Regions from separate parts of the Sus scrofa genome. Here region 1 is linked to region 2. Evidence: chromatin contacts called from public Hi-C data. All regions are on one chromosome and are shown on one strand. The core of a region is the stretch at or near the end of the contact, and the rest is flanking DNA. Distances in the headings are between cores, read along the strand shown.

Evidence for each region. Hi-C and Micro-C count contacts between places; a contact is called where the count stands out from the background.
Region 1: a contact with region 2 is called in a Hi-C map of liver, with 4 times the contacts expected there. The contact joins the promoter of RASSF8 here to the promoter of BHLHE41 in region 2. A contact is called at or near these places in 1 of 47 Hi-C or Micro-C datasets (liver) and 2 of 2 datasets of contacts at active chromatin or transcription factors (alveolar macrophages and skeletal muscle).

What each region holds. Positions count from the first base shown.
Region 1 is chr5:47,843,949-47,849,322 of Sscrofa11.1, forward strand. RASSF8 (ras association domain-containing protein 8) reads right to left here and starts at 3,522. Exons shown (of 6, transcript XM_005653134.3): 1 at 3,432-3,522. LMNTD1 (lamin tail domain-containing protein 1) reads left to right here and starts at 4,351. Exons shown (of 18, transcript XR_002344073.1): 1 at 4,351-4,472.
Region 2 is chr5:47,684,494-47,690,076 of Sscrofa11.1, forward strand. It overlaps BHLHE41 (class E basic helix-loop-helix protein 41), which reads left to right and starts at 3,169. Exons shown (of 5, transcript XM_003355541.4): 1 at 3,169-3,868; 2 at 4,013-4,076; 3 at 4,405-4,512; 4 at 4,835-4,946; 5 at 5,424-5,583. The coding sequence starts at 3,807.

The sequences.
Region 1 (5,374 bases), core at 2,272-4,771, 160 kb after region 2:
CTGAACTAGCACCCAAGGACGAGAACTTGTTCAAGAGGTAGTCCTGAACCAGAGCAGCAGCTGGAGCCCTTGAGGTGAGTCTGCTAGAGGGCTGGATGATGTGGCGGACAAGAGATGAAGATGGAGGACAGGGCCAAATCACACAGGGCTGTGCAGGCATGTTGAAGATTTTATATTTTTTTTCCCAAGAATAAGAGCTCTGAAGACTTTAAACAGCAAGTGACTTTTTTCTCTTTCTGGCTGCTGGTGGGAAGAGGGGCTGGAAGGTGGCACTGTGTGTGGAGAAGGTCTCTGCAGGGGCAAGGGGATGGTGGCTGGAACTAGGATGGGAACACAGTGCAGACTGAAAATCAGGTTTGAAAGAGAATTTTGCCAGAGAAGTAGACAGGACTTTGTGATAAACTAGTTGGGTGGGGATGTCAGAACAAGAAAGATAGTGGAAGATATTCCAGCCTTCTGGCCTGAGCCACTCAGACATATGAGATGAAAAACAGAGGAAGAACAGTTAGAAAGGTTGAGTAATCAGAGCTCAGTTCTGGAGAAGTAGGAGATGGTGCCATTTACTGGCTAATATGTGCCAGACACTATGTTAGGTGTTCTCCTTGTCACAGCATCGCTTTTTAGTAACAATATCCTCATTTTACAAAAAGCAACCATAGATCACAGAGGCTGAAGTAACATGGCCAAGCTCTCTCAGCTGGGAGTGAGACAAAGTCACACTTGCCACCTGAGTCTGGCTGGTTGGCTGTGGAGGATAAGCATTCTTTCCACTAAACAGAGTTCTTGGAAACTATTTCTACACTTTGGATTTTGAAATCTATTTAGGACTGGAGCAAGATATCATCCAAGGAGAGTAAACAGGTGATACATTATTTTTTAAATCCAAATCCTCAGAGTTATGATGCATAATGTTTTCCTATCCCACACCCATTCCCACTCCACTTCTACCTGCAAAGAGTTTTGCAATGTTGTGAACACTAGCCAGATACCTAGGACTTAGTGTTTTATAATAAATGAGCAAAGCCATGCCAGGAATCAAGCATAATGAAAAGAGCAACAATATCAACACCAAAGTATATTTTTCCTCTCAAGCCATTACATACATCAACATAAGACAGGATCAATTAGTAAGAAACTCTGAAAAACTCATCATTTCTCAAAATAACCAAGGCATTCAAATTAAAAATTAATGCAAGCCACCCAGTATAGAAGATACAAAAGCTAAGCATTGAGATTCACATTAACAAAAATGGACTAGGAGTTTGGGGTTAGTAGGTGGTTCAAACTATTACATTTGGAATGGACGGGCAATGAGGTCCTACTGTATAGCACAGGGAACTATGTCCGATGTCTTGGAACAGAACATGATGGGGGATGATATGAGAAAAAGAATATATATATACACACACACACACACACACACGTATATGTATGACTGGGTCGCTTTGCTACATAGCAGAAATTGAGACAACACTGTAAATCAACTATAATTTTTTTAAAAAGTAAAAAAAAAATGACACTTTAAAAATATTAGGCAAAAAGAAATCATACCACAACCTAATAGAATTTATTTTTTATGATTTTTTCCATTATAGTTGATTCTAATAGAATTTAAAATCTGCAATTGCCAAATATCTCGACCAAATGCCAAATTTAGGAAACATGCACCTTAAAAACAACTTAAACATTCCTCTTTTTACTGCTTTCCCTTGCAGCATGCTGACAGTTCAGCAAACTGAAATGCCTTTCCTCTCTGCAGAGTCCCATGATTTCCTCCCTCTCTGAGCTCTTTGATGCCCTCCTCAGCTATTGAAGCCTCGGAATCAGGCTTTATCAATGACCCTAGAAAGAATTCAATGCATTACTACCAAACGTGTCTATTATTGAGAGTATCAGCTAGAGACTCTTAAAAGGAGAGAAAATGAGGAAGGGGAGATTTTTGAAAGGATTTACCATCTACATTACAAATTATATTTATGTTGGGTCTTGATCCTTCAAAAGAACAATCATCAAGTTATGCTCAGTCTTCTTTAAGTGGGGTGTGGTCACATGTAATGTTTATAGTTTGGGGAGAGTTCCCCATGAGGATAAATAGAATTAAAAGTACAATTAATATGCCAGCTAAAAGATAAAACCTCACACAAGCCACCTTTCAAAATGACAGTGCTCAGTCCTGCCTCCTGGTTCCTGCCTCCACTCAGCACCTCTCCCTGCAGAGGGCTAGGTGGCATTCACTACCGCCTCACCCAGGCAAAGAAGAGGATGCTGATAATACATTAAGTCTTCCCATTTTTTCTGTTCTTTCGCACGAAAACCAACTCCTGGCAACCCAACGATGAAAGACTTAAGAGAAAAGAAAAAATTTTTAAAAAGACTACCTGGGGCCTCCTACCAGAATGGGTAGTTAATTCAACCGACAGAAAAATCGGAGATCGATACATATTTAAAGGTGCTTCCTGCGAACAAAACATATCTAATGAAGAACTGCTGAACCACATTATACTAGAAAATCCCTAAAATGTTGGTCCTCGCTGGCACCAGGCTGGAGGAATTTTTTCAACGCAATGCTTTGATGTACTGACAGGCTAACATCCCGGGTTGAAAACCAGCTATGAAACGTGCCCTGCATCTATTTCCCGTCTAAATGCCTAAAGATCTGACCCGCAATTATACCCAAAGCTTGCCCTGCACTGGATGCCATCTGATGCTGAGAAAGTAGTGGTTTAGCAACACCAGGCGGCTCTATTATGTTAAAATAACAACGCAACACTCGATTACGAACCCAGGTACTCGGCGCGTAAGCCCTGTGCCACACGAGGACCCACATTCAAAGCTCAGGGCCCTTCAGGTTCAATCTTTTTCAGCTTTCTGGGCCGTATCCTCTCTAAGTTTCCAGTTTGCAAGACGGAATTACTTTGAAAGTCTTCTGCACTCCCCTCCCCAGACGGGTTGGCGGCACGGGGGAATAGGGACGGAGGATGGTTAATCGTTCAAACATTTTAAAAACCGGTAAACCAATCATTTTTTTCAAAGGAGAAAATAAGCTTTCACCAAACCGCCGCTCGGCAAGCAAGCATCCGATTTCCATTTGGAGAGAAAAATATTAAAGAAGCCAGACGTACATTTCCCTTCCCAACAAAAGTGGCCTCTAAACTCCCCGGCCAAGGGCAATGGGAGGAAACAGACTGGGAACAAGCTCGTAGTCTCAGTCAGGCGCGCGTGTGCGGCGGGGAGAACGCGCAAAGGGGAGACAGCGGGGAAAAGGTGAACCGGAGGAAGCGGGAGCCCGCGGCGAGGGCAGATGGGGCGAAGAAACCAGAGGTGCGGAGAGAGGGGCGGGGAAGGGGGGAGCCCGGAGGCTCCAGGGGAAGGAGGGAGGGGTCCCGAAAGCTGCCCGGAGATCGCGGCCGCCGAGTAAAGTTAATACTTACTCAGTTTCGCAACTGCGCCGCCCCCGCAGGCCGCCTCGCGGGGCCCGCCGGAGCGCTGGGGACGCGGCGGCGCCCGGAGCCCGGCGGCCGCCCAGCGCCCGTCCCCGGCGGCGCAGCCCCGCGAGCCTCGCTCCCCTGCGCTACGCGGGCCGCGCGCCCCGCACCGGCGGGAGGCCCCGGCTCCCTGGTGCTCCCTGTCCGCTCACCTCCCGCCTGGCGCTAGGTGAGCGCGGACGCCTCGGGCGGGGGTACAGGGGTGGGCGAGCGCGCAGGCAGCCGCGGCGCAGCCGGCGGGAGCAGCCCCCAGAGCCGAGCCAGTGCGGGGGGCGAGCGGGCAGGCGAGGCTCGACGAGGAGCGGGACTCCGGGCGCTGTACGGGGCGGCAGGCGAGCGCAGGCGGCGGACTCGGCGGCTGGCTCGCTCCCGCGGCCGGTGCCTCTGGGCAAGGGGGCCGGGCCGGGGGCCGGGCCGGGCCGAGCGGCCAGGCGGCTCCGCCCCTTTGTCGGGCCGCGGGCTGAGCGCGCGAGAGCGGCGGCGCGGGGGCGCCCCCCTCGGCCGGGTGCTCGGGTTACAGCCGCCGCTCCCCGACTCCCCCGCCCTCTCCTCGCCGGTTCGCCGGCGCCGGGAGAGACCTTGTAACGGAACTGGGACGCCAGCGCTGCATTGTGGGAGCTTTTAAAGCGGCGGTGAGCGCTGCGAGGCCGCTCGGGCCCACGGTCCCCCGCTCCGCCGGGTCGGCGGAGGCCAGTGGACCTGAAAGCTAGAAACGGTGAGATGACCGGTACTTCACTGACGCTCACGGAGTAAAATCTTCCATAGCCCCGGGGTGAGACTTGCAAAACTGCCTTTCACTGTCACCCCAGCAAGGAGGAGGCTTTTTCCACAGACGCTTAAAAAAAAAAAAAAGAAAAGGCCCTTCCATCCCCTCAGGACTGGGTTTGAATTGCTTTTCATCTGGAGTGGCAATGATTCAGCGACCCCCTTCTCAGCAGCAGGCAATGACAGAGACAGGAGACGAAAAACACAGCGAGTGAATCAGACGTGAGTAACCAAGTTTAGAAAGAGCTGGGCTCAGATTCAGAAAACCGCTCCCCCCCCCCACCTCGCCCCCCGCGCAAATATAGCAAATAGTCAAGGAAAGCTGTGCTTTCTTATGGAAACGCAGATGTGTGTGTTGTTCTTGTTATTCACCTTTTTTTATGACATGCAGTACTCTAGTCACTGGACAACATCCAGTCTTTGGTCCAGACTTTTGCTCACACATGCCCACAACGCAAGAACAGCAATCAGTTTGGAGGAAGAGGGGCTGAGGAGATTCAAAGAAGCATTCCAGTTATAAGATGTCCCTTTTGATTCTCCAGACACTCGTTTTTGGGTTTCTGGTGTTGGGTGTTTTTGCTTTTTTTTTTTTTTTTTTTTTTTTTTTTTTTTTTTTTTTTTTAAATCAAGACAGGGATATTAAATTTGAAGCACAACTTGTTACCGCTTGTCCTATTCAGGGCTTGATTTGTTTGGAGTTTGGATTTGTAGGCCTTTGGTTTCTTCCTCTTGTTTTTTGACCTTAGTTATTGCACAGCTCTTTAGTTCCTCTACCTCAGAGGTGAACTGAGGAGACAGATGTTAAGATTCAAATTTGGCTTGCCAACATTTGGAGAATTGAGGGACAAGAAGCATTCTCTATGATTCAAATGTAAAACCCCGTGGAAACTTTTAAAGATGACCTAGAGCACAGATCCTCAGAGATTTCCAGCCTTAAGGTTAACGTTTCCTCAGCTCTCATTCTTTCGTCAACCTTTCACTCCAGTGAACAGCATCAGTCACCACCTAATTGCCAGATCTAATGGAAAAATTCAATCTCCCTCTTGTCGTGCATGCCCTTGGTGGCACTTGCCCATGTTGACCTTGCCTTCCTTTTTAGGACTTTCCTCCCTTTTTTGGCTGTG
Region 2 (5,583 bases), core at 1,919-4,418:
CTCCAATTCGGCCCCTAGCCTGGGAACTTCCATATGCTGCAGGTGTGGCTCTAAAAAAGCAAAGCAAAACAAAACAAAACTGTACTTCCATCTGCCCATCTGCATAAAATTGTAACAACTAATCAAGATATTTGGGTTGAAATCAATCAATTTAGAGCCAGATGCCAATGGAATCACTTACTTACAAAAGACTTCCACCATTTTTTTCATACCTTAGATATTCTCTACCACGAGCTCCAATACTAACATCTTTCCCTTTCCCGTCTCTCTTCCAACACATTTGCACAAACACACATACACAGAAACCATACAGCAAATGTGCACGATCACAGTGGAAAATTAAAAAACATCCCTGAAACAGCTAGCTAACATTTAGATCTTGGTCTTCACTGTTCACATCAAGGGGTCATAAATAGTTAAGGGCACAGACACTGGAGCCCACTGTCTATTCTTAAAGCCTGGATCTGGGGCCATAGGCATATTTTGTAATCTCCCAAGTGTCTATTTTCTCACCTCAGAAATGGAGATAATAACAGTATCTACCTTAAAAAGTTGTGGAAAGGATTCATGAGTTAGTACATTAAAAGCTCTTCAAATGGTGTTTGGTACTCTACTTGTAAGTGCTATATGTTTGTTAGCTCTCCTTGCAGCAAAGGGACATTTGGAGGCATTAAACTATGCCCCATGCCCCATGTTCCAGAAGGCAGAAGTCTGAGAGAGAAAAGGAGCAGGACTCAAGTTTAAGGGAAGTGGATAAGCAAGAAGAGTCATCAAGGTGAGAAACTAAAGAAAAAAGACAAAAAAGCAAATAAAAGAACCAAAACTACAGGGAAAGAATGGGGGAAAGGGTAGGAAGAGAAAAATATAAGGGGGGGGGAAGAAAAGAAAAAAGGGAGACAAGAGTAAAAAGTGGGTATGAAAAAGAAAAAAAGAAGAAAAGGAGGATTGAGAATAACAAAGGAAACCAAGCACTAGAAAAGACTCCATCCACTTACAGCTTGATCTGGGTATCAGAAAAAGAATGAAGTGAGAGAGAAAACAGAAATGTTGGGACAGAAGAGATGGGGAGAGAGGAGATAAAATTGACACCAGGAAAGGCTTCATTTGCACCAAGGCCTCTTTGTCTTTGAATTAGGGGAAGTTAACATCCAAAATTAACACACCGATGGCCCGCCCAACTTCCTTCCCTATTCTTCCTATTGCCTTAGAATATGCTCCAAACTTGCTCCCTAAAGTCTGTCCAGGATCAGCAGCCTTGCATCCGGCCTGCTCCACTGACAAGACCGAGATGCAGTGATCCAGCCTTCATTTCATTTTCTCTGAATACTTCAGCCATCCTTTCCAAGAAAAAAATTTAGCTCTAGAGCAAATATTTACACTCTTTTCCTTCTCCAAACCGTCAGAAATCTATAGGGGAGCTGGTGTTTCATTTTTTAAATTATTCTTCTTAATGGCATTATCCACCCCCCCCCTTTTTTTTGTCAATTTAGAATGAGAGGACAGAATAATACAGTGCTGCAGGTATATGCCGCTTTTAGGACTACGAATTGCCCTCCCCTCCAAAGGGAATTACTAACCCAATCATTTGGAAACAGAGAAGCTGGATCTAGGTATAAAATAAAATCAGTATTTCAAAAATACTTTTTTCTTTTTAAGTATGATCATTATTGAATTGCTTATTTGGTGCAAAATACGTCTCCCCATTGGAGAAAGTCGAGGGACCTTAAACGGCCCTCTGAGAGGACAGACCGCGAGCGTCTCCTCACGCTGGGGTGAGCTTGGGCCGCCGCCGCCGCCGCCGGAGTCACGAAGCCAGACGCCGCGCGTCTCCGCCCAGGACTCGGGAGACTGCAGCAGCGCGGCCGCGGCCCCGGCGGCTCCTGGAGGCGGGGAAGAGGCACGACTCCCGCAGACACGTGACCTCCTTCCAGCCGCCGCTTCCCGCGACCCAGATCCGTCCCCGGAACCCGCGCTCGGCGGGGCGGGCCGGGGGACACGTAGCGACGGCCCCAAGTCCCTGCTGCGCCCGGGTTCGCGTGCATTCGGCGTACTTCTCGCCTTGGTTCACGTGCCAGTGGCAGTAATGACTATTTCGGGGATCACCCAGGAGAATGCAGGCAGGAAAGACTTTTGGTTTGATATCTATGTAGATAGATAGATAGATAGATAGATAGATAGATAGATAGATAGATAGATAGATAGATAGATAGATAGATAGATAGGAGAGAGATTAATATATATTCTCCCTATCCCCTCCTGGCAGACCCAGTGGGGGCAATGGGCCCGGAGACCTGGGAATCCCGCAGGACGCGCTTTCCCTCGGTCTCCGATGTCCCTTGCGGCCCGCTGCGCCAGGCACCAGGGGCAGTGCGCAACTGCGGGCACCTCCCGGTAACTCTCACTAGCAGTGAGTCATGCTCCGGGGATGGCTCTGGGGAAAGGTAGCCCGGTTCGAGGTGGCCTGTGCTTTCCCCGAGCGGGGCACCGAGGCTGCAGGGCAAGCGCGCGCACGCGCACACGCGCGCGCGGGTTCCCCGTGCAGTGATGTGGCAGCAGCGGCAGGTCGGATCACGTTGCTGGCCCTGTGCTGGTACCCGTTTGAGACAGGATTAAGGAGGGAGGCTTTGGAGGTACCAGCGGTAGTAAACGTGGGCTCTGCACACTCCCGGCGTCTCTTATCACACGAAGGGGGAGGGGCGGGGAAAGTGCGCAGCGCCACCCGAGGCGCAGAGGGGCGGCGGGGCTTAGCGGGCGATTGGTAATGCTGCATTGCTTTTTCGCGGGAGCCCCTCTCTTGCCACCCCATCCTATTCCCCTCCCTCCCCGCCGCGTTCCTGAGGGAGCTCCTGAGAACCCAAACGTCGTCATCTGTGGCTGTGATTAGTGGCACCGCAATTCCGGCTGCTGCGGGAAGTTTGGACACTGTGGGGCAGAAAGACACTTGGATTGCGACATTCTGACCCAGTGGCTACATTTTCACTTATCTTAAATCTCTCGGGGAGCAGATTTCATGTTGTCCCTTTTGGGGGCAACCTCCAATCAGGTCTAGGGGTCCCCCCAGGCCACTGAGCGTAAGCAAACAAGTCTCCAAATTGTCCTTCGGGACTGAAGTTGACCCATCGCGAATTCTCTTTCTCTTTCCTTTCTCTGGTCCAAACCAACAGCACAGTCTGTGGAAAAGTAAAAAGCCACGTTCACGTTCCTATCCGTAAGGACAGACGGATTGAAGGAGTCGCACTTCCCAGCGGAGGAAGCCCAAGCTGCCCCGCACCCCCGGGCGCCCCCTCCCACTCCCCCAGCTGACTGCGCTGCCTTGGGGAAGCTTAATAGCCTGGCTGAAGTTGTTTTTCCTTTCCGGTGGCCCTGATCAGGTGTCCCCGCCCCCTCCCGCCGTCCGCCTTCCCTAGCAGCCTTCTCCCGACGCCCCCTCCTGGCCCGGCCCCTCCTCCCCCGCCCCCCTCCGGGCTGGACCGCGGATGGTACGTTCCGCACGTGAGCTGGGTGCTGGTCTGGCCGGCGACGCGCGTGCCCTGTGGCCAAACACTGCCCGGAGTGAGAGCAAACTACCAGCGCAGTGGAGCCAGCGCGAGTGTGCGTGCGTGTGTGTGCGTGTGTGTGCGAGAGAGCGAGCGCGGAGGGAGGGGGGGACCAACTGCTTCACACTTTCAACACTGCACTGAAGAGGGAGAGAGAGAGAGAGACTGGAGACGTACAGATTCCCCCCAGGATCTCCCAGGGCTACCGTCCCACAGATTATAGAACAGAACCCCAAAAATCGAAACAGAGGAAACGGACAGCGATTGAACATGGACGAAGGAATTCCTCATTTGCAAGAAAGACAGTTACTGGAACATAGAGATTTTATAGGGTAAGGTGCACGCACCCTTGCGAATATCTGTCTAGGCTTCAGTTTGATTTTTTTTTTTTTTTTTCTTCTCCAGAAAGTGGTATGGAGCGGGGAGGGCAGAGCCCCTCTCGGAATGGGTTCCTGATGCTGATTTCTATTTTGCAGACTGGATTATTCCTCTTTGTATATGTGTAAGCCCAAAAGGAGCATGAAGCGAGACGATAGCAAGGTAAGTGTAAGTTTCCGACGTTCCTCTTAACCTGCCTGGATAGTTAATTAGGGCCATTGATTTAACAGGGAAGTCTGCCCGCAAATATATTACAGATCTTGAGCTTCCCCAACTGAATTTTAAGTGGTTTGCTGGATACTCTCAGGGGGAGTTTAAACATCATACCTGAATTTAAATTGCATTTCAGAACAGTCCAGAGGAAAGAGGTTTCTTGGGCATAGTTTCTCACATAGTATGTTTTGGGGGGAGGATGGCAGGGTATTGTTAAATCCAGTGAATGAATGTTTAGTTTATTGTTTTCTCTCTTCCATGACTCTCATGTATTAAGGATACCTACAAATTACCGCACAGATTAATAGAAAAGAAAAGAAGAGACCGAATTAATGAATGCATTGCTCAGCTGAAAGACTTACTGCCTGAACATCTAAAGTTGACAGTAAGATGCACATTTTTATTCTTTGCTGCTCTCCAAGGGTGTGTTAATAGCCTGGTACTAGTCCCAGGGTTATAAGAATAAAATGTAAATATCACATGCCTTACAACTTGTGCTATAGTGGAGAGTTTCCTGCAAACTCAAGAGTAGGTGTTCACAACTGATTTCTTAATCATTTATAACCTGTATTGTTGAAGCTCAAGAAGTATAGGAATGGTACTTCTTTCAAAGTGCTTGCTTAAGTTGCTGAGCTGAATGGAAAGCCAGTCATGCCAAATGTGTTTTTAAGTAACCAAGTGCCCCCGTCTCTTTTGCACCACTGCAGACTCTGGGGCATCTGGAGAAAGCGGTAGTATTGGAATTGACTTTGAAACACTTAAAAGCTTTAACAGCCTTAACAGAGCAGCAGCATCAGAAGATAATTGCTTTACAGAATGGTAAGTCAGTTCAGGGAGGCAAACCCACCCTGATAGACCGGGCAGCCCACAGAGAAGCAATGTTAGGACTCTTTCCCCATCCCCACCTCACCTCCTTCTTGGCCCCACGGGTTCACTCTCTTTTGTTAAATTGCTTATACTTTCCCTTCACTGGAAAGTACCCACTTCCCGAAAGCATCCTAGAGGCTTTCATTAGAACTCGCAGGAATCAGATTTTTATTTAAAGTGGCGATTGCGCCCTCTCCACTTTGGTTTTTCAGCTGCAAGTAGAGCGCCCCCCTGCTCCTCACCCCCGCCACCCCGCACTCCTCCCACCTCTCTGCAACCGGTGGATTATATCATAGGAATACACAGGAAAAACTGGGATCACTTTAGTCAATGCAGGGCCCACGTGATAAGCAGATGTTTTAACGTCGGTATTTTTCTTCTTGCCTCCATTCCTCTGTTCCCCACCCCTCTACCCCTTCCTCATCCTAGGGGAGCGATCTTTGAAATCGCCCATTCAGTCCGACTTGGATGCGTTCCACTCGGGATTTCAAACATGCGCCAAAGAAGTCTTGCAATACCTCGCCCGGTTTGAGAGCTGGACGCCCAGGGAGCCTCGGTGTGTCCAGCTGATCAACCACTTGCACGCCGT